7 separate regions of the Mus musculus genome follow, and all the other regions are linked to region 7. A link is a contact called in public HiCAR-type, HiChIP or PLAC-seq and promoter capture Hi-C data. All regions are on one chromosome and are shown on one strand. The core of a region is the stretch at or near the end of the contact, and the rest is flanking DNA. Distances in the headings are between cores, read along the strand shown. Region 1 overlaps Immp2l (IMP2 inner mitochondrial membrane peptidase-like (S. cerevisiae)). Region 2 overlaps Immp2l (IMP2 inner mitochondrial membrane peptidase-like (S. cerevisiae)). Region 3 overlaps Immp2l (IMP2 inner mitochondrial membrane peptidase-like (S. cerevisiae)). Region 4 overlaps Immp2l (IMP2 inner mitochondrial membrane peptidase-like (S. cerevisiae)). Region 5 overlaps Immp2l (IMP2 inner mitochondrial membrane peptidase-like (S. cerevisiae)). Region 6 holds the start of Lrrn3 (leucine rich repeat protein 3, neuronal). Region 7 holds the start of Dnajb9 (DnaJ heat shock protein family (Hsp40) member B9).

Region 1 (2,818 bases), core at 177-2,676, 2.6 Mb after region 7:
ATGAGCTTCAAGCAAATGAGAGACCCCAAAACTCAGTGTACGACACCTGAGGATTAATATCTGAGGTTGTTCTGTGGCTTACATACACATGCACATACATATAAAATAAAAATATAAAGTGAAACTAAAACTGAATAGAAAGTTACTGAAAGACTTCTACATGATTCTGAGGAGCTTAAGAGCCACAAAGGAGATCTCACATAATATGCTCAAAAGCTCTGATATCCATGTGTAGCAGAAAGGATCTCTCTGTATACACTGGTACAAGGAAAATAGAGCTTAACATTATAAACTTATTCACAAAATTGTCCCAGTAGCTCAAAGCCCACTTCTATGGAATTAAGAAAGATCTAAATTCAGGGGGATTGCAGGAGGGCAACAATTTCAGAAGTTGAAGTGGCTAAATATCGACATAAACACATAGATAACTTGAAAAGCTTGGCACTTACCCACAAGAAAGGACAAACCCATTAAAGTTTGAGAACAAAGGGTCTCTAGAAATCCCATTCCATGACTTAGGTATCCAGCGGAATAAAAGATAGCTGCAGTGAAGTTACAGGTTCCCACAGCATACCAGCTGATCGTCTAGACTGCAGGATAAGGAAACTGAGGTCTAGTTCAGACCTAACCACATAACTACAGCAAGGCATATAACCTTCTGACCGCAGTCACCTCAAATACAATGTCAACTGGCCTCAACTTTAAAGTTCTATTATTCAGTCAAATGAAGGTATGCTCCTGTTTTAGGAAATGGGTACTAAAATACATAAATGTAAGCATAAATGGAGTAAGATGATCAGAGGCTACCTATGTGTCGTGGGGAAGAAAAATCCTGAGATTTTCGGTTAGATACTATCTGTGCTGGGACGAACATGAAAAGATTTAGGAAGTCTTTCGGACACACAACCTTGTAAGTGGTTTTTTAGTCATGATGACATTAGGTGAGGACAAGCGCTATGAGGCCTGCTGATGTACTTAGGGGACAGATCCTCTCTGCTGCTGGTCCTCCAGAGGGACAGAGAGAGCCACTGCTGTGGAGTTATGTTCAGCATAATCAATGATAACAAGTCTTTAAATGGAAATGACCTAGAGAAGCAACAGCCTTTCCCGTTCAAAGCATCAGAGGAGTGTTTTGTGCCTGTCTCCTCTCCAGCATGAGTAAAGGCACTGCCTATCTCGGAGAACTCACCGGGACCAACATCCCATTTTCAGGGGTATTCTGTTGATGACAGGACTTTGGCTACACAACATATCAATTGAAGCCCTGCGAGACAGCATGCCATAGCATTTATGCTGCTCAGCATAATTTGTTTTTAAATCTTCAATTATTTGCAGCAATTGTGACTGGTGAACTACTGAGGAGCTCAGCTGTGTTCTTATTCTCCAGTGGGTTTTTGAAGGAAGCCTACTGTGATCCTTTTCCACAGCATGAACACAAAAGACATCTTTTCAGAGATGGTTAAGTCGGGGCTTGAAATTCTTCTAATTCCATTACTGTATTTAAGCATGCCAGTTACTGCCTCATAATTCTACCCAGAGAACAAAAGCTGGCATTTGTTGTTGAATGAGAGACAAAGGGTTTGAAATTGCGAGTAATTTAAATAAGTCACAATTTGGTGTTATTTCTTGCGTTCATTCCCAGCAGGCCTAATTTAAACACCTTTATGCTTTTCACGTTTTTTCTTATACGCTTTCCCTACTGAGAAGGTGAAATCTAATGCTTAATAATGTTCCTTCAGAATCCACACACAAGAGGCACAAAGGAAAATCATGAATTCAATTCAAAGACCGAATGCAGCTACAAGCTTCCCAGGATCTGACGGTGACACAACAAATTCTAATTCATTAGGCTTTTTGGCTCTTCCTCTTTCACTGAACTATGGGTACACTGTTGAGCTCAATTTCTGTTAAAATGGCATAGCTGTGCTTTAGTCAATTAAAAAAAGTCAAGATTTGGTTAAAAAGAATTAAAGCTAAGTATTAAAAAATGCTACAAATAAATATCAAACCTGTTTTATTAGCCTTGATTTGGTATAGAATGTTGTTAATCCTCCATTCCTTTTAACTGATTGTTATCGATTACATCAATTCTATTTGAAAGTATAACTTCACTATTTTCATCTACAAATTGCATTTCATTCAAGGGTTAAAATTCTTGCAGTAAATATCAACATAATGTGGCGAGATTTTAAATTTTTCCAACTGATTAGTAATCTCTGACAACCAAAAGCTAAAGTTAAATTGTAGAATAACTCAGTAGAAAATACAAAATAGCACTGTCAAGATTTACAACAAATATACTGGAAGTGTTTTAAAAATTAATATTAAGCTGCTATGCTTGGCTCGATTAGCTTTCTTCTTCACTTACAAAGCGTATCTGTCAGATTTTCATGAACTTGCACTCCAGTCCCTTTTCTAAAAATCTGTTTAATTAAGTTTAACAGCTGTGTACACTTCAGAAACAGAAAGATTTTTCTTCCATGGAACACTTAATCTTTTCTTAAAATATGATTCTTCTGAATATATTTTTTTAAAAGCAATGGACAAAGAAAAATCTCCTATCATAGAAACACCAGCAGCTTCAATCATCCATGAGTATGTATTTGGTAGGTAGAAAGACAGTTTATTGATTCCCAAGCCACCAGAAAATACAAGGCCCACATGGGGCAAGAGCAGGTCTTTGTTCTTCAAAAACAAATAATCCCTCAGACATAAAAAAATTGGTAGACAAAAACTACATAGACAGAAGGCTATAGAATACTATAAAATATAACAGTAATGTTTGCCAGAGCTTCCTGGATACTAACATATGGCTGTC
Region 2 (2,940 bases), core at 152-2,651, 2.3 Mb after region 7:
GACTAATGCCCACTTCATGCAAGTGTAGAACAGCAGATATGCTAATCATAATAGGCCATCACCAGGACCATGCAGTCCTGCTAGGAACACAGGGCTCAACAAGCTATGAAGGCCACACTTAAAATTCAAACTGTATTGTAATATACATTAATATGGCCACTGGATGGGGAGGAACCAAACAAATACCACAGAAAGTTATTTGCAGGAAAACTGGCAAACTAAGACCATTTGTTGCCACATGCAGGGCAGGAGAGCCTGAGAGCTAGTATGGCCTGTGTCCAATCAAATTTTAAGTATTTGACATCTGCAACCATCTAACACTGTAAAAGTCTACATAGGAAAGTAAAGCAGCTTCTATGAGAGTTGAGGATGAGTGCTCTACCAGAGAAACAGTAAGCTGCATAATAGAAATGAGGACTCCTTGAGAAGATGGTTATAAAGAAAAGATTAAAAAAAAAAAAACCATCTCATATAAGCACCCAACAATCAGTAGACTGAAGCTTTTAGAGAACACTGGGGTACAATTAGGCACATTTCCACCAAGACTGACTATAACGAAACAAGAATGAAAACCTAAAAGCATTCTTAGTGATGTGCATTCCTTAATGTAGTCTACCAGAAGGGTCTATAAAGCCAAAGGACTAACTCAGATATGTATCAATTAAGTACCTCTGAGGAGATTATAAAATATTACAGCAGTCATCATACATATCAGGTGGTTATTAAAAGTTGGGAACTTACTGTGTACAAATGTCTAACCTAATTTACATATATTTTTTAATTTAATCCTTAGGGCTATCTGACGAGGTAAATATGATTATGGATCCAATTTCACAGATGAGAAACCTGAGGCATGAAGAGCTTAAACAAACACCCAGCTGTTAATTGGAATCCCAAATTCTTAACTGCTGGGCCATACCGAGAAAAGCCACAACTTCCTCATTTCTCTCCTTCCCACACCCTGTTGTTATGACAATTGTCAGGCATGTGCAACATATATCCATAGTTCGGTTAGAGCCAAAGCTAAGCATGGCCAACAGAACTGCCTGGGACCCTGCTGTCACCTAATGCCAGGTACCTTCTGTGTTCCTATCTGGGCATAGGTCCTACAAGCAGAGAAGGCTCTGAATTCTTGCCTAGTAGTTGTAGTTCTTTACCTCCCAAAAAGTGAGGGATCCCCATAAATCACTTAACAGCTTTTTAAGACATTTAAAATGTTTAATTGCTGCTCATTATATTTACCCCTTAATGTATCTCTAAATTCTATTACTCTTAAATGTTATTAAAAATAACTTTTTAGAGTTTTTATACATAGATTTTTTTTTTGGTAAACATGCTTTCCTAGATCATTAATGTACTTCAAAATGTTCGAAAATATGCAAAGTAGCTAAGATGTGGTTCAATTCAAAAATTGTTATTTTTCTAAAACCACACATCTTCAAAAACTCCACACCCTGGTCACTCACTCTAGGTAAGAAATCAAGAAGTTGGCCTTCAAAGCAGGCTCACCACTGGCTAAAGAGTAGCACATTTTGTGTGTGATGCAGGCCTTCATCAAAGAGTTTATTATGCTTCCTCAGCATCAGCTTCTTCTAGACCTGCCTTGACGCAAGAAGCCTATCTTCATTGCCAAAATCACTGGTACCTCAAAATTCTGTTTACTGTTCATTCTTTTTAAGTCTTTCTTGACCTCCCCATATGCACACACCAAATCTTATTAATTTTTCTTTAAGTAGCTTTGTCTGAGAGGACACACACAGGTCATATGCAGGCCATAGAAATGAACTAGGAAAGTCTTCCAAAAGTCCCTAAGGAAATCTTATCTGCTGAATTGAGTTAACGTCCACTTGTATTTTGGACATATGCCCAGTAGCTAGCAGACAACACAGTCTTTTATATTTGCTACAATTCCCTCCCCACAAACAGAAAACATAAAATAAAAGGAGCTCCTTGGAGAACAAGGGTAACCATAACAATACATTGCACTCAACCCCATGTTCGATTCTGAAAACATTTTTTTCTCATTTTCTATTATTAATCAAGGGTTTTTAAGTTTAATTTTAACCATCCTCCTTTCCTGTAACACTGTATGTAATAAAACCATCCTTTGAGCTGGGGAATAGCTCCATGGTAACAGATTCTCAAACATCAGCACAGGATGGAGCTTTCAGTGTGTGATCACAGCTCAAGGAAGGAGGAGGAGGAAAATGCTGAAACCCACGGAGGCTTTCTTTCCTTCCTTGGGACAACATCGTGAGAGAAAGAAATCAGCAACCTCATGAGAGCTTACTGCGAACAGGGAAGGAGAACTGAGTGGAGTGGAGTGACAGAGCAAGCCTAAGATGTTAATGGGATTGTTATGGAAGTTCAGGATAGAAAGCAAATCCTTCATTTTAGTTCCCTAAAGAGATAAAAAAGCCGGGTGTGGTGACGCACTCCTTTAATCCCAGCACTCAGGAGGCAGAGGCAGGCGGATTTCTGAGTTCGAGGCCAGCCTGGTCTACAGAGTGAGTTCCAGGACAGCCAGGGCTGCACAGAGAAACCCTGTCTCGAAAAAAAAAAAAAAAAAAAAAAAAGATAAAAAAGCAGTCCTCATTCCCTAGAGCTGAAAAGAGGTCTGTTTTCTGGTGTCATGCTTTCCAATTTATATGGAAATAGAGCCATGTATATGCTTATACGTAAACACAGTCCTGTGGTAGGTATGGTAGTAGAGTACATGTACACATGATTCAATGGGCTAAATTTTAGGGATAGTACATTATAGACAAAATGAAGTAAGTATTCCCATCTTTAATAACAGGCTGAAACAGATAGATGCTGGGCACCAAAGTTCCCTCTGAAGACCATGTGACATCGGTCCTCTTACTACTTTCCTGGCCATCATTGTTAATACAGACAAAATCTCCTAAAATTTCATATTTTTCTTGTCAAATTGCATGG
Region 3 (3,013 bases), core at 502-3,001, 2.9 Mb after region 7:
TGAACAGATCTGTGTTACTGTCAAGTCTGCTAGAAAGGCAAGTGTTCATGGGTTTGGGCTGTTGACCTAATTTTTACTGGTTGTCTGTCCAATTACCTTTGTTAAATTTCTCCATGAAGCATAACAGTCTAATGTGAGAAAAATTAAACAATATCATTTTCATTCCAAACACTTGAATCTCTGCCATAATGCCCTGTTTATTAACATCACCTTAGACAACAGACCTAATGAGGCTACATGTCTTTAAAAAGACAGGGGTGCTACAAATATCACGAGCCTTCGAAATGTGACACAGTAAAAATTAATGAGCACCCTGGACACAGGAATAGTGAGTACCAACAATGCTGCTCCTTGACACACTCTCAGAAAGCCTGTTTCCACATCTGGATTGCACTTTTTGTTCATATTTTGCTTTGCCGCCATACATAGATACGCCTGTAAACTCTGGCCCTAAAACTTAGCTGTGTGATTTGGAGGTGACCTTTAACAATTCAAAGTTTTAAGAACTCATACCAATAAAAAGGTGTACACGTTTACCTCAACTTAAAGAAACATGTCATGGTCAAAATGTCGGCCAAAAAATATTTTAAAACCTTTAAAAAATTAACACCAATGCTGGGTATTGCGGAGCGTGCCTCTGCTCTTAGAACTCAGAAGGCACAGGCAGGCAGACCTCTCTCTGAGCTTGAGGCTGGCCTGGTCTAAAAAGTGAGCTGCAGAACAGCCAGGGCTATGTCAACAGATGCTGTACTAATTAATTAATTAATTAATTAAACAAAACCATCTAATCTACTTGGCAAGAATACTGAATAACTGAATGCACTCCTTATAGCATCTGCAGTTAAGGGGCAAGGGTTGATCCTGACATACTCTGTGGTTTAACTTTTTTTTTTTCTGTTCCATAAGTGTCAAGTATGTACTTAATACCCATAAAGTATAAAGAATATACTTTCCTACCAGGGAGGGAAATGACAGATTTTCTATGTCTCCAAATGATTTATGAAACTGAATCACACGAAACAAAATGAAGTAAATACACTTTAATGGAAAAAATGCATTTTACAGTCACTGAAAAGAGGCATTTAAAGGTATTGCTAAGATAGCTGCAGCCTCTAGCAAAAACATGTTGTTAAATTTTAAAATGTCCAACACATTATTTGTGAAAATGGTGATTCACCTGACCCAGCCGTGGAAAATGCCCTTAACCAATCTATAAAATAGGTTTTCTTTCCAGATCATGAAGAATTATCACTGAGAGGGATGTATCATAGAGCTGAGTTTTCTTTAAATGGAGCCTAAAATGAAAAGAATAATTCAGAAAATAGAATATTGGTTTCCTGTACCATAAACTTTTGCTCAATGTGCTTTAGGGGAGCAGAGACAGAAACAGGGGAGCAGAGGGAGGAACAGGGCTGTGCGCGCTCTGCTGTCAGCCAGCGCAGCAATCAATCAGGCCCTTTTAGACGCGGGGGTTTCACACAGCTGAAGCACATCAGCCCAGAGAGAGAAGCCCATCTCTTCCGGGTTTATTTATGACAGAGGCCCGCCTAACTGAAGTCCAATTTGTTTGTGGAACTGCAGTCATTCTGAGTCAACTAAACAATAAATGAATCTGCCTTTCCTCACTCCAACTCCGGAGCACGAGAAAACAAAGGGGAACAATATTTCAAGCAGCCAGGGGTGCAGTTAGGGGAACAGGGGGAAGGCAGCTTTCCCAGGGGTGGAAACTCCCCCAGGATAACAAAGCACAATTCATTAACCTGAGCCAGCCCTGGATAACTGTCACCAGCTGTATTTCTCCCAGTGAGCCATTCAGGCCACACAAATGAGCCCGCTGAAAGCTTTTCTATAGCCCCTCGGCTCTGTAGCCTCCTGCTCACAGAGTTCTGGGATCCTGTATGACTTCTCTAAGTGGTCCTCCAACTCAACCAAAACCAACAGCAATTTCACATACTGTTGTCATTACACGGCAAAATTTGGGAGACCAAACCCAAGAGTATGACAGTCAGTACAGGAGAAAGATGATAAATAGTCCTCTACTAATTAATGAGCCCCACATCCTTGTTACTGCCTGGTGCTCTGTTACTGGTGTGTCTTGATTTGTTACATTTCCTAAGTAGTATCTAGCAAAAACAAAAAGTAGATCTGTCATCCATTTCTACACTTTCATGGGGGCCAAAATATATGCTTTATTCTTTTCACCCAAGAAAATAATAAGTGCCGTTTAAACATACAACTGAACTTTTAAAAGGTAAAACTGTGACCTGTATATTGCTCATTTGATCACCTTCCAGTAGTTATTGTTCTGCACATTAAATATGCGTTTATTATCTTTCAAATTATGAAATATTTATTGTGCTTAAATGTTCTGAATCACTAGCAATTACTTTTCGACAACTTCTGTGAAATGAAAGGCCATGGATATAGCTCCCCACTCTTTAAGGAATGCAAAGTTGTGTAAATGCACATTGCTGGGGTTATAGTCTTGCATGGGTTAAGTATCTCAACAATACCCATAAAGTCATTATGTGCTGGGCTGCACTTCTACATGACAGGAATGTTTCATACATCTGAAGAATGAAAGATTTGATCTCACGTTCCTATTTCTTACTGCTTTCACTAAGTATTTACAAAATACTTCTATGGACTTGAAGCCATCCGATGAAGGGAGATATAGTCTATTGTATTTTTTCTTATATCCATAATGGGATATTTTTCAAACATCCATGAATATGAACCGTCTCTTATTTCCCATATACGAGAACTCTGTCTGAAGGGCTACCTAGTATACTCTCTTAAGAAAACATCCTTCTATCGGTGAAAGTCACAGGACAGACATATTGAGTTAACCCAGGGAGAAGAAGAGGCATCTCAGAATCTCCCAAACCCTTACACGGGGGAGGAGTTTGAGGAATGTGTAAGCACAGACCAGTGGCATATTTGAGAGGAAGGTCCAGTGAAAACAAGGCTATGGGGGTGGGGGTGGGCATATACTCTTGCTTACCCAAGCCAA
Region 4 (2,830 bases), core at 90-2,589, 2.5 Mb after region 7:
AAAATCCTGTGTTGCCAATTACTGCCTCACTCCACTGTGCTATTCATTTAGAGATATGCTTTGCAGTCATGTGTCTATACCAACAGCCTTTCTCTGCTACAAATGATTTCCCTGGCTTTAATGCATGAAAAGCTAACAAGTTTTTGGACCTGACACTTCTCAAATTAATACATGACTCCATTTTGATGTGTTCTATCCACATAATGTTATCAATCTCTGAGTCATTGTCAAACCTGTGATTACCATGGAGATCAATAGATTAAGACACCCAGATTAGGAAAGTTTAATGTAGTCCTTATAATTAAAATAAGATTTATTCATACTTATATGAAACAGGATGAATATACCCCCCATTTTATACGATACTAAGCTTTTCCTGTGTAGTTGTTTCTAATAAGTATTTGTGCGAGCATGTAAAGAGTCTCAGGGTGCCTTTGTTGACACTGAATGAGAAGGATAAACACAAATCAGGAAGGAGAGGGGATTAGGATGTTTCAAGTGGAAGGAAAGCATAGTCAAAGTCAAACAAATAAGAAATTATCTTATTTAATACAATTCAGACTGATAATTGTCAGAATTTCTTTTTAAGTTGGCAAAGGATTACACAAAAATACATTCACACAATACATCATAATATATTATAATATGTGCAATGCATAATTCATTTCCAAATTTTAAAAAGACATTTTCTTTGGTTATAAAACCTCTGAGCTGAATTCTTGACAAGTCTCTATTTTACAAAGCACACCTGTATATCCTGGTTACAAACCCTACTTTTAATTTCCTTACATTGGAACATATTTAAAGATATTTGAATCGAAATCTGCAGACAGAATCCCTGCAGATTTTTATGCATTTTCCTCGGGACTTTTCAGTTGTCTTGTCCCATTTGACAGCCATTTAAGAAAGCAAACTCATTCTAGTTCAGGCGTTCTAAATATTTGATTTGTTTTTCCCCTTAATTGAATTTCATCAAGGTGTGTAATGTGTAATTAAATAAGATGGTATGATAAAAGTGCAGCCAGTATAAACATGTTTGGAAATAATCACAACTGAGTTTTTGAAGCATGAATTTTAACTGTTAAGAACCAAAGTATTACGAGGGAGTGACCTCTTAGCTGCAAGCATTCTAGGTCATAAACCTCAGGCAAATGTTTTACTGTAGTAACAAAAGTAAGTTACATGAAAGTTGTTCATGTGAAAGACCCAGTTTAAATCATTTGTTTAAATGTGTGGCAGAAAATAAAACAAAACCAAAAAAAAAACACTGTGTTTATATTCGACCTTTGTGAAAACTAAGCTAAGTCTAAAAGAAGAAGTGATACTGCATGTTGAACTAGATCATACAATTAGGGGGGTTAATGGAAAGGCATTGAGAGTGGAGCTTCACAAAATGGAAGCTGGGTCCACCCATCTGCCTGCAAATGTATTGATGTCATTTTGTTGTTGTTTCATCCTTTTTATTATGTATTTATTCACATCACATTCCAGTATCAGCACCCCTCTCCTCCTCCTCCCTCATGCAGATCCTCCCCCATCCCTCCCTCCTCATTCCCTCACACACTACAACCCCCCCTCCCGGCACATCAAGTCACTGCAGGACTAGGCACATGCACCCCCACTGAAGCCAGACAAGATGGCCCAGATAAAGGAATGGGATCCACAGGCAGGCAAGCCATCTAATGTTTGGCTGGGGATCTCTGCATCTCTTTTCATTGCCTGTTGGGTAGAACCTCTCAGAGAACAATTATGCTAGGCTCCTGTCTGCAAGCATAACATTCATTAAGAATCAGATATTGGTTCTTGCCCATGGGATAGGTCTCAGTTTGGGGCAGCATTGGTTGGGCATTCCCTCTGTCTCTTCTCTATCTTTGTCCCTGCACATTGAATAGGCAGCACACATTTTGGGTTGAAGGATTTTTTTCCTAACATCTGGGAAAAATCCATATTTTCTTTATTTATTCTTCAGTTGGGGGACATCTAGTTTGTTTCCAGTTTCTGGATACTATAAATACATTTGCATGCATATCTATAAGGAGGAAGTGGACTCTTAGCAGCAATGAACATGGTTGAGCAAGTGTCCTTCTGGTAGGATGAAGCATCCTTTAGGTATATGGCTAACAGTAGTATAGTTAAGTCCTGAGGAAAACTCTTTCCCATTTTCTAAGAAATGGCTATATTGATTTCTACAGTGGCTGTACAAGATTGTACTCCAATGAGCAATGGAGGGCTGTGCACTTGCTACACATCCTGAAAATTATGACCTATCACTTATATCATTGACCTTGGAATCTCAAAGTAGTTTTGATTTGCATTTCCCTGATGGCAAAGAATGTTGAACATTTCTTTAAATGTTTCTCAGCCATTTGAGATTCCTATAATGAGAAGTCTCTGTGTAGCGTTCTACCCCATTTTAAAAAAAAAGAAATATTTATGTTATGTATGATTTCAATTATAGTTCTCTTCAGACACACCAGAAGAGGACATCAGATCCCATTACAGATGGTTGTAAGCCACCATGTAGTTGCTGGGAATTGAACTCAGGACCTCTAGAAGAGCACTCAGTGCTCTTCACCACTGAGCCATCTCTCCAGACTACCCTACCCCATTTTTAAATTGGATTGTTTGGCTTGTTGATTTCTAGTTTCTTTAGTTCTTTATAAATTTTGAACATTAGCCCTCTGTTAGATGTGGAGTTGTTGAAAATCTTTTTCCAATCTTTAGGCTGCCATTTTGTCCTACTGATAGTGTCATTTGCTTTATAAAGCTTTTCAGTTTTATGTGGCCGCATTTATTAATTATTGATCTTAATGCCTGTTCTATTGGCACT
Region 5 (2,700 bases), core at 51-2,550, 2.4 Mb after region 7:
AAAATTCACTGTGGGTGCACCCAACAATCTCCTACCAAGCTTAGCTCTAAGTGGATGTCTGGCGCGTGGCTCTGGGCAGAGTGGTGGCTCTGGGCAGAGTGGAAGTGTGGTGATTTGTAGTGTCTATGTATTTTGGGAATATTGATTCTTCTACCATGGACAATCTCAAGCCACAGTAGGAGACCACTGATTATGAACTTGGGAGAAGACACTCCACACTGGACCATTACAATCTACCCTGTATAATAGTGCTATCTAGTAAAATAGTTAGGGAGGTGTCTTTAATGTTTATCACTTACCTTATACTTTATTTGTAAATTTATGAAACTTAACATGCAATAATAGATCTATTTAACAACCACTCAAAACAATCTCTGAAAATTTGTCAATCTTCACCCACAAGCCAGAACCTCCCAGTCCTCACTTATGCTAGCCACAACACTCATTTCATATTGCCTAATCTGCATCATTTTGATATAAAACTAACAAAGGAACAACTCCTACTGGATATTCTTATCACTGTCATGTGCTGCAGCAATATTATAGAAATTTCTCTTATATTCTAAGATTCTCTAACTTTTGCTGAACTTCATAGCCAGAGTTAGCAGCACACCTTCAGGTCGCTTACGACTGCTGTCCTTCTGTGTACACGGCCATTTTGTTAGGTCGACTTTTAAGAGAACAATGTAATAATCAACCTGATGAGCCTTGGATTTCAACTCTTAAAACCTAAGCTAATGCATAGCTGCAATCTTCAGTTACATACCCTCTACTGCATTTGACCCAGATAAATGCTTGTGTATTATGTGCTGAAAGCAGCAGATATGGAGGTTCAAAGCAATCTTTTAAAATGAATATCCAGCATAAATGTTAAACACATGTTTGGATGCTGGTTGATTAAACAGTGATGTTTGTTGTACTCTTTGTTATCTGGCTCAGTTGGAGTCAATTCAAGTCCGTGACTTAACCCCTTACAAAACTCTTAAATATTTGTAGTCTCCATTCCATCCCATTGGTTGTTTTCCATGCTGTTTAATAAAGACAAAACAAAGCCCTTAATCAGGGATAGACACACAGAGAGATAGATACAAGCAGACATACAGACAGAGGGAGAGATCCACAAGAGAACCCTCAGGCCAGCACAAATTCATACTCATATAAAAGACAGATGGAGAATGGAAGACACAGGAAGCCTGAAGTAGAGAATTCAAATATGCTTTTGCTCTTCCAAGCAGAAGAGCTTTTATTTATTTCCTTAGTTCAACTCTGATGTATTATTGGCGAATCAGAGTTAATCATTGATGTGCTTAATCCACACACTGTATTTCACGTAAATGAAACCAAAAGTTACTTTTGAACGCAATGATTCTAAACTTCCTCTCTACATCAAAGATAAAAATAACCACCACAAAATACAGTAGGGTAGAGAGAAAGAAACTCTGGGTCAATGTAGATTGTTCTTAGAAGGAACAGTATAGGTTTAGTCACTGCGAAGACCATGGTTCGGAAGGAAGCATGGGTGTGTATGAGGGGGTGTAGTTTTGACTCGTGAGCATTTATGGTAGTCAGTCAAAGTTAGTACTAGTTCTTAAACCCTAAGTAGCACCTGACACAAAACAGTCTACAACATACCCACATCATTAATTCCAGAAATAGCCAGATATTTTTCTAATACTTTCCACTTCCCCCAAAGGACAAAGAAAAAACCGTTTAGGAGATAGATTATCACCTTTCAGGTCCTCGAATTACAACTGGAAAAAGAACAAGGAGATCTCACCCTTTCTTCCAAGGACCTTACACCAAAGCTTCACAAACAAGGTTGATGGAAATTGGTAGTTGGGAAATTATGAGTACAGTTCAATTTCTTTAACTGAATTAGAAGACAACTCCAGATTATTTTTCTATATTCTAGATGGAGAGGACATTTTGTCCTTAAAAAAAAAAATTGAACAATCAGATTTACACTGGTGTTAAAAGCGAGTGAGAGAGAATTCCCCATTGGCGATAGGTAAACTACTTAGAAAGAACAGCTTCCCAATGTCTCCATACCTATGTTAATGCTCTAGAGTAAATTCCATATTAAAAGGCAAGAGTATATTCAGAGACAAATTTTTAGACCCTTATTTTTTGGTTCCATCCATCAATTTCAGAAGTCATCATGCATACAACCCTTTCTGGCCCATTACTGTATCTCTCCCCATTGTCTTCTCTGATCTCCCAGATGCCAGATCTGGCTTATCATCAATAAGGCATCAATTCCTGGGACATAGCTGGGTTAGGAAAACAACCAATCAACTAACCAACCAGATAAACAAACAAACAAACAAACAAACAAAAACCAAAACACCAGACAGACAAAAAACAACTAATATTATTGCCTTACAAAATAACCTGTATTAAGTGAGAATGGTTACCTCACCTCCTCTATTGGAGACTAGCCCTTCAGGAATCCTGTTTCCTCACAGGCCCTCACTGCCTCTCAGAGTCCCTTGCTTCCTTCATCTGCATTATGTGTCTTGGAGCATAGGGTGCAGGTGACTGGGTTCTCTTCTGGTGTGGGCTGAATAGCTAGTATAGAGGGTTTTATTAGGAACGGCTGGGATTAGTGCAGAATCCTTGGAGAAATGCGGAACATGATAGAAGTCAAAATTTTAAATTAGGGTAGCCCTTGTTAACACTGGAAAACTTACTCATAGTTAC
Region 6 (2,715 bases), core at 91-2,590, 2.7 Mb after region 7:
CAATGTTAGTGAGGCTAAGCTTCCAGGCATACGGTCATGGCGCAGAACACCGGTTTAAGTCACTTCAACGACACCTTAAGAAACAATTAGTGCTAATGCTTTTGCTTTTTGTTGTTATTCCCCCCTCCCCCAGTAAATCTAATAAATGCCATTTCCTTTTCCTCCACTAGAGGGCAGTCTATCAAAGCAAGGGGAGACTCAGATAAGGCAGCTTTGGACCTGTTGAAAATTGTTCCCATGTTCCACTCCTCTCAGGAGGTCTCTCTAGTATACTGTCTGGAAAGCATGCCCTTATATTCTTCTATTTGTCATGGTTGTTCTGGAGCTGAACACATGACCACGCTGGCATGATTTCTAGTCTAAATATTCCAAATGTTTTACATATAATTCCTATTGAAAACATTTTCCTAGTTAAGTAGCCATTCAGAGTTGATAGCCGTAAGTGCAAAAAGAGATAATTTAACTGTTCAGTCTATTGTAGAGGAAAGGATCCCTGAGTTATTACTAATAAATCATACATCTAAAACGCATACACAGGCGCACACACACACATACATGTACATCTGGATGCAGGCACAAGCAATGCCACATACAACACATGTCCGATGTGTGGCATCAGATTTGTTATACCATGTATAGATAAGTAGTTATAATTGGAAAAGTTTATTTTGTATATGCTTCTCCTTACATACCATTGTTGTGAGTATTGGAGAAGCAAATATTTGTTGTAATTTTAAGAAATGTCATTGTAAAACCTAAACAAATACGCAAACAAAAAATAAACCCACACACAAAGTACCAACAAGAAAAATGGAAAGAAGGAATGGAGGGAGGGAGGGAGGGAGGGAGAGAGAGAGAGAGAGAGAGAGGGAGAGAGAGAGGGAGAGAGAGAGAGAGTGAAAGAGAGAGAGAGGCTATTAGCTGCATGCACATAGGCTGATTTAAGTAGGATCTGTAGGGAAACAAACAAGGGGCAGGAGAGCTGCAGGCTGCAGGCTGAAATGTAAAGCCACTGCTGAACTTCACAGACAGGGAGGCAGAGTCACTATCAAGTATTTTTAATATTCAGGAAATCCTTGTTCATAAGTGTTTCCTGTCTTATCTCAGAGGAAATGAAAAACAGAAAAACAAAACAAACAAAAACCCCACCGTTTCTCCAAATGACTGATCACATTCCAAATGGGAGAACTTGTTGAAAAGCGCTGCACATTGCTCCAAAAGGAAAAGAAAAAACAGGAAAGAAAATGATTCCAAGGAAAAATATGCAAGCCTGTTTCATTTATTTGTACCCTAAGCAGCACTGTCATAGGACAGACAGGCTGCTTCAGCCAACCAGGCTGGAGCAGCTGCGAGTGCTACATCTTGGCAGTCTGAAGCGATTGGCTCCTCTCTGGGGAGTGGAGGGTGTTCAGTTATTAATGACCGCTGAGCAGGCAGCACCGTGTCAGTGTGACAACTGATCTGGTGAACGATGCACCACTAACCACCATGGAAACGAGGAGAAATAACGCCAGCTAGCAGGATCTCTCTTCACGGGATTGAGAGGCTCAGCCTGCTGCTGCCGGAGAGAGTTCCAGTCAAAAGAAGGAATCCTAGCTGCAGGCTCCTGCCTTCCTTTATATTTTAGAAAAAGAGAGAGAGAGAAAGAGAGACACCATTGCTTGCATGTGTGCATATCTATAGTATGTAATTGTGTGTACTTTATTACACATACATATGCACCTATTTATACTGGGGCAAGAAGACAGCCATGTGATTATTTCAGCCAAGGAACTGAGCAAGCAGGGGCACCGGAGGAGGGCTATCCCTGCATCTGCTAAGGCAAGGTAAGTTTAAAATATACCTATCTGTTTAAATGTTCCCTATTTCGTGTTTTTGTTGGTGCCGGAGTTTTTACACATCAGTTCTCCTTTGATGTTTTCCCCTTGTCTGAATTCTAAGGGCATTTTTCTTTGCATTTCACTTTTGAGTGAACATGCAAACCCCGCCGGCTCTGTGTGTGCCTAGCTGCGTTCGTGGGATTCTCAAGCAGGCATTTTACTAGCTTGAATGCCCATCAGAGGATGTGAGTGGGAGAGAAAAGCAGTGCCGGGGGAGGAGAGAGAGAGGAGGGAGAGAGAAGAGACGGGGACTGAGGCAGAGAAAAGAGAACAGAAGGACCAAGAGAGAAGCAGGGAGAGAGAGGGGAAGGAGACAGAGAGGCTGGCAGAGGAGGCAGCGGGAGAGAGGGGAGAAGGAGAGAGAAACAGAGGGAGATGGAAAAATCAGGGTCCTTTGCCCCCACAGCTCTTGTAACGAAAAGCAGATCACTCATATTTCTCTGTTCTGAAGCCAATGAGGCGTTGTCCCCCCACCCCCCAGCCCGCCCCAAGGGATGAAGATTTAAGGGGGATGCTGTAGTGTGTCAGGAGTGAAGGGCACCAGGCAGAGTAGCAGAATGAGCATATCACAAACCGGTATTGAATTTCTGCCAGGCTACATCTTCCCGATTGTGGTAAATGACTTCCCTTTAATAACATCCCATCCCCTCACTGCTCTGAGGGGACAGTGCAAGCGTCTGATTGCTAATGCAGCCCAGGAAGCTACCATGCTAGGGAAACCAGGAGATGAACCAGGAGAGCTCTAGTCACCTTTGGTAATTGAACAGCATCGCGGTAGTATGGCTTCAAAGTACATTTCCTATTTATGAAGACTGTTTGCTCTCACTGAGCCGGG
Region 7 (2,741 bases), core at 1-2,500:
ATGTTTTAAATACATTGATTTTTCACATAAGTACATACTCCCTGTTAAGTCCTCCTTTATCTGTTTACCTGTACAGAAGAAAAATCAGAGGTGCCAAAGGATTAAACAAAGGGTCTTTCAGTTACAATGTAAGGGAACCAGGGTTGGAACTCAGCAAACCTGGCTTTGGAATTTGACAAACTTGCCTTGGCTTCTGAATAAAACTAAGTACTTACCTATTGTTTTTGAAATATGTCATGCTGTTGTTGAGATAATATCTATTATGCTCTCTTCCATAACTGAAGACATAATGGGACAAGTTATAATTCTAGTCTGGCAGTTTTCAAGGTTGCTTACATTCTTTTTGCCTCCTTTTTCGCAGGAGAAACAGGGTTTTTGAGCTTTGAGTTGGCTCAGTGGTTTAAGAGGGTTGTCTGTTCTTCCTAGAGTTCTTGAGTTCAATTCCCAGCAACCACATGGTGGCTCACACCCTCTTTCTGGCAAAGAGGTGTACACGAAGGTAGAGCACTCAAAATAAATTAACATTAAAACAAAAACAAGAAACAGGGTTGCACTGAGTGACCAACCTCACAGGAACCTCACCTTCCCACTTTCAGATGTACTTTCAACATACCTACTGTTGAAATGAGGTCAAGCTGAGGGAGGGAAAGAGCTGGAAAAGCCCGAGCCCCGTGCAAACTTTGCTGTGTTAAAGCAACACAGCGTGGTCTTGCCTACAAAGCAGTGTGCAATACAGTGGGCTCCCGCCTTTTGGGGAATTGAGGATTAAGAGACTAACATGACAGAGGCAGGCTTGGGCTCTAATGGCCTCTCAATGACACATCGCCTAAGGGTGAGACCTGAGTTTTCTGGTCACCTGGCCACTTATGAATAAAAGCTCTTTATTACGACCGCGCGAGCGATGACCGCTCAACAGCGAAGCTTTCTGCAGGCTGAAAAGGCCCACGAGGGGCGCCGGAGAGCCCTGTCCTCTAGGGCGGGGACGCAGGGCCCGGCGCACCCTCTAAAGCGCCTGCGCGCGATGCGCCCCAGGGAAGGATGAGGAAATCGTCGACTCACTTCCGCTTCCGCACACCTTGGCACCGCCCCTCGGAGGGTGGCGACGGAAGTGACGCAAGGACCAAACGGCAACAACAGTTTTCCACGTGCGCGTAGGGCGCCAAAGTCAGGTGGGCCGGCGGGAGCCAATGGGGAAGCGTTTCGTGTAGGTCGGCTCTATAAGCGGTCGCGCCAGCCACGGGCTCCCGCCAGTAGGGAACGGGCCGAGCTGGGAGGAGGCTACTCGGCGTTCGGAGGCGAGGTCGGAGCCTGTGCGGCCGGGGTCAGGGAACCGGAGCCGGGCCGCCGCGCTGTGGAGAAGCTGCGTCGGGGCGCACAGGTAAGGACCGGGGAGGGTGGCGCCGAGTCGGGTCCCGCTTTGTGTTCCGCCTTGGCCTTGGTGTCCTACCACCTATCAGCCGCGTTGGGAAGCCAAGCGACGCGACTGTACCCCGAGATGGCTGCGTCACAGCTCGTGCTTGCGGTGGGGTTGGGGGGTCGTCTTCCCCGAGGCCAGGCCGGCAGGTCGCGGAGCTCGCCGGCAGGGCCGGAGCATGGAGCTGACGCTCTGAGTGGAGTGGGCCGGGACGCCGGACCGGCCAGCCCTCCAGCGGGTTCGGGGAGGGCGATCCCATTGTTTGGGCAGAGTGGGTTTGATGGGGAAGCTAAAGCTCGGGCACTAAAAACATCTCCAGGGGCAGCTTGAAGCGGCGGGATCTCGTTTGTCACCGAGCCGCCTTGCTGTCAGTTGTGGACCAGCCCTTTGACTAGCGAACAACCGCAGCCTCTGGCGACCATCATCGGACATGCTCCGCTTACATTAACTTTAAAAAAAAAAATCTACTTTTTTTTTTAAGTCAGGGTAGATCTGGCTGCCCTGGAGCTCACTATGGAGACCAGGCTGATTTTGAACTCAAAGTGATCCCCGCCTGCCCCTGCCTTCTGAGTGCTGCGATTAAAGGCGTGGGGCACAACGCCAGGCTTTCTGCTTGAGTTCTTTAGAGAGTTTGTACTTGGTACGCGTGACTATGACTAAGTCTCGGGAAAAAAGTAATCTACCTGCTAATTATGCTTAGGATAGGCCACAGGAGAGGTTGGCTGGCAGTTTCCACAAACCATAGTGCCTTTTTCATCAGCCCTGTTATGTCATCATAGGTCATTAAGGACTTCTGTGGTACAGCATTCAAAAAAGCAAAGAAATACACTTCATCTCGAATCATTATGTGTTACCAATAGTTCTTAGGTAAAACTTTGTTTTAAAGAGAAACATTTTACTTGCTGAGAAATCTGGGAAGCCCAGTAATAACCCAACTTATCCAAAGTATAAACTTTTCTTCCTCTGGTAGCTCAGCTTTCAAAGAAGTATAAGTTTTACTAATTGTGAGCCTTAAGCAGATGTTATTTACCGATATTTCTGAAGTATTTGGGAAGTTAAATTTATGCAAACAGACTATTTTAACCACTTTAAGATCAAATAGATTTTACAGATTTGAGAAAAATCTTTCCTTCCCCACCTTTGCCTTTCTTCCTGCGGTTCTAGCCAAACACAGAAAAGACAGATTTCTTTTTCAGTAATTGGTTTATATTCTGAAATTAAATGTGGTAATGAAGACAGCGCTGAGGAAGCTGGGGTAGATCAGGAGCCACCTCAGGAAAATGCAGTATTAAATAATAATATAAACAAGTAATAATACCTTTTGTAT

What was found. Promoter capture Hi-C pulls out the DNA fragments that hold promoters and counts their contacts. HiCAR-type assays count read pairs that join an accessible place to other places. HiChIP or PLAC-seq counts read pairs in DNA pulled down with a chosen protein or histone mark.
Region 1: a contact with region 7 is called in a HiCAR-type map of astrocytes, with 6 times the contacts expected there. The contact joins the enhancer-like site here to the promoter of Dnajb9 in region 7. A contact is called at or near these places in 5 of 39 promoter capture datasets (the C10 cell line, liver, maxillary cranial neural crest and 2 more) and 3 of 115 datasets of contacts at active chromatin or transcription factors (astrocytes, large pre-B cells and pro-B cells).
Region 2: a promoter capture Hi-C map of pre-B cells shows a contact between it and region 7, with 12 times the contacts expected there. The contact joins the enhancer-like site here to the promoter of Dnajb9 in region 7. A contact is called at or near these places in 3 of 39 promoter capture datasets (cranial neural crest, hippocampal neurons and pre-B cells), 1 of 484 Hi-C or Micro-C datasets (myeloid progenitors) and 4 of 115 datasets of contacts at active chromatin or transcription factors (astrocytes, large pre-B cells, pro-B cells and 1 more).
Region 3: a contact with region 7 is called in an H3K4me3 HiChIP or PLAC-seq map of embryonic forebrain, with 13 times the contacts expected there. The contact joins the enhancer-like site here to the promoter of Dnajb9 in region 7. A contact is called at or near these places in 3 of 39 promoter capture datasets (cranial neural crest, frontonasal cranial neural crest and hippocampal neurons) and 3 of 115 datasets of contacts at active chromatin or transcription factors (astrocytes, embryonic forebrain and stem cell-derived neural progenitor cells).
Region 4: a contact with region 7 is called in a promoter capture Hi-C map of pre-B cells. The contact joins the enhancer-like site here to the promoter of Dnajb9 in region 7. A contact is called at or near these places in 3 of 39 promoter capture datasets (the C10 cell line, cranial neural crest and pre-B cells) and 4 of 115 datasets of contacts at active chromatin or transcription factors (embryonic forebrain, large pre-B cells, pro-B cells and 1 more).
Region 5: a promoter capture Hi-C map of pre-B cells shows a contact between it and region 7. The contact joins the enhancer-like site here to the promoter of Dnajb9 in region 7. A contact is called at or near these places in 2 of 39 promoter capture datasets (hippocampal neurons and pre-B cells) and 2 of 115 datasets of contacts at active chromatin or transcription factors (large pre-B cells and pro-B cells).
Region 6: an H3K4me3 HiChIP or PLAC-seq map of forebrain shows a contact between it and region 7, with 13 times the contacts expected there. The contact joins the promoter of Lrrn3 here to the promoter of Dnajb9 in region 7. A contact is called at or near these places in 5 of 39 promoter capture datasets (cranial neural crest, embryonic stem cells, hippocampal neurons and 2 more), 1 of 484 Hi-C or Micro-C datasets (olfactory sensory neurons) and 3 of 115 datasets of contacts at active chromatin or transcription factors (embryonic hindbrain, forebrain and large pre-B cells).

Annotation. Positions count from the first base shown.
Region 1 is chr12:41,648,964-41,651,781 of GRCm38.p6, reverse strand. The region is part of intron 5 of Immp2l (IMP2 inner mitochondrial membrane peptidase-like (S. cerevisiae)); the gene reads right to left. Among named protein-coding and RNA genes, the nearest start is that of Gm40412, 43 kb to the right of the region's middle. Within about 2 kb of position 1,426, at least 3 of the 459 cell types and tissues checked have an H3K27ac peak or open chromatin away from gene starts, as enhancers often do. A contact at or near this core is called in astrocytes, where this site is marked.
Region 2 is chr12:41,876,697-41,879,636 of GRCm38.p6, reverse strand. The region is part of intron 6 of Immp2l (IMP2 inner mitochondrial membrane peptidase-like (S. cerevisiae)); the gene reads right to left. Among named protein-coding and RNA genes, the nearest start is that of Gm46348, 110 kb to the left of the region's middle. Within about 2 kb of position 1,401, at least 59 of the 459 cell types and tissues checked have an H3K27ac peak or open chromatin away from gene starts, as enhancers often do. A contact at or near this core is called in pre-B cells and pro-B cells, where this site is marked.
Region 3 is chr12:41,313,744-41,316,756 of GRCm38.p6, reverse strand. The region is part of intron 4 of Immp2l (IMP2 inner mitochondrial membrane peptidase-like (S. cerevisiae)); the gene reads right to left. Among named protein-coding and RNA genes, the nearest start is that of Gm25497, 33 kb to the left of the region's middle. Within about 2 kb of position 1,751, at least 38 of the 459 cell types and tissues checked have an H3K27ac peak or open chromatin away from gene starts, as enhancers often do. A contact at or near this core is called in embryonic forebrain, where this site is marked.
Region 4 is chr12:41,681,065-41,683,894 of GRCm38.p6, reverse strand. The region is part of intron 5 of Immp2l (IMP2 inner mitochondrial membrane peptidase-like (S. cerevisiae)); the gene reads right to left. Among named protein-coding and RNA genes, the nearest start is that of Gm40412, 75 kb to the right of the region's middle. Within about 2 kb of position 1,339, at least 4 of the 459 cell types and tissues checked have an H3K27ac peak or open chromatin away from gene starts, as enhancers often do.
Region 5 is chr12:41,850,916-41,853,615 of GRCm38.p6, reverse strand. All of the region lies in intron 6 of Immp2l (IMP2 inner mitochondrial membrane peptidase-like (S. cerevisiae)), which reads right to left. Among named protein-coding and RNA genes, the nearest start is that of Gm46348, 140 kb to the left of the region's middle. Within about 2 kb of position 1,300, at least 34 of the 459 cell types and tissues checked have an H3K27ac peak or open chromatin away from gene starts, as enhancers often do. A contact at or near this core is called in pre-B cells and pro-B cells, where this site is marked.
Region 6 is chr12:41,484,682-41,487,396 of GRCm38.p6, reverse strand. Lrrn3 (leucine rich repeat protein 3, neuronal) reads left to right here and starts at 1,340. Exons shown (of 2, transcript NM_010733.3): 1 at 1,340-1,826. All of the region lies in intron 4 of Immp2l (IMP2 inner mitochondrial membrane peptidase-like (S. cerevisiae)), which reads right to left.
Region 7 is chr12:44,208,577-44,211,317 of GRCm38.p6, reverse strand. Dnajb9 (DnaJ heat shock protein family (Hsp40) member B9) reads left to right here and starts at 1,250. Exons shown (of 3, transcript NM_013760.4): 1 at 1,250-1,378. Mir5627 (microRNA 5627) reads right to left here and starts at 1,005; the gene lies at 945-1,005.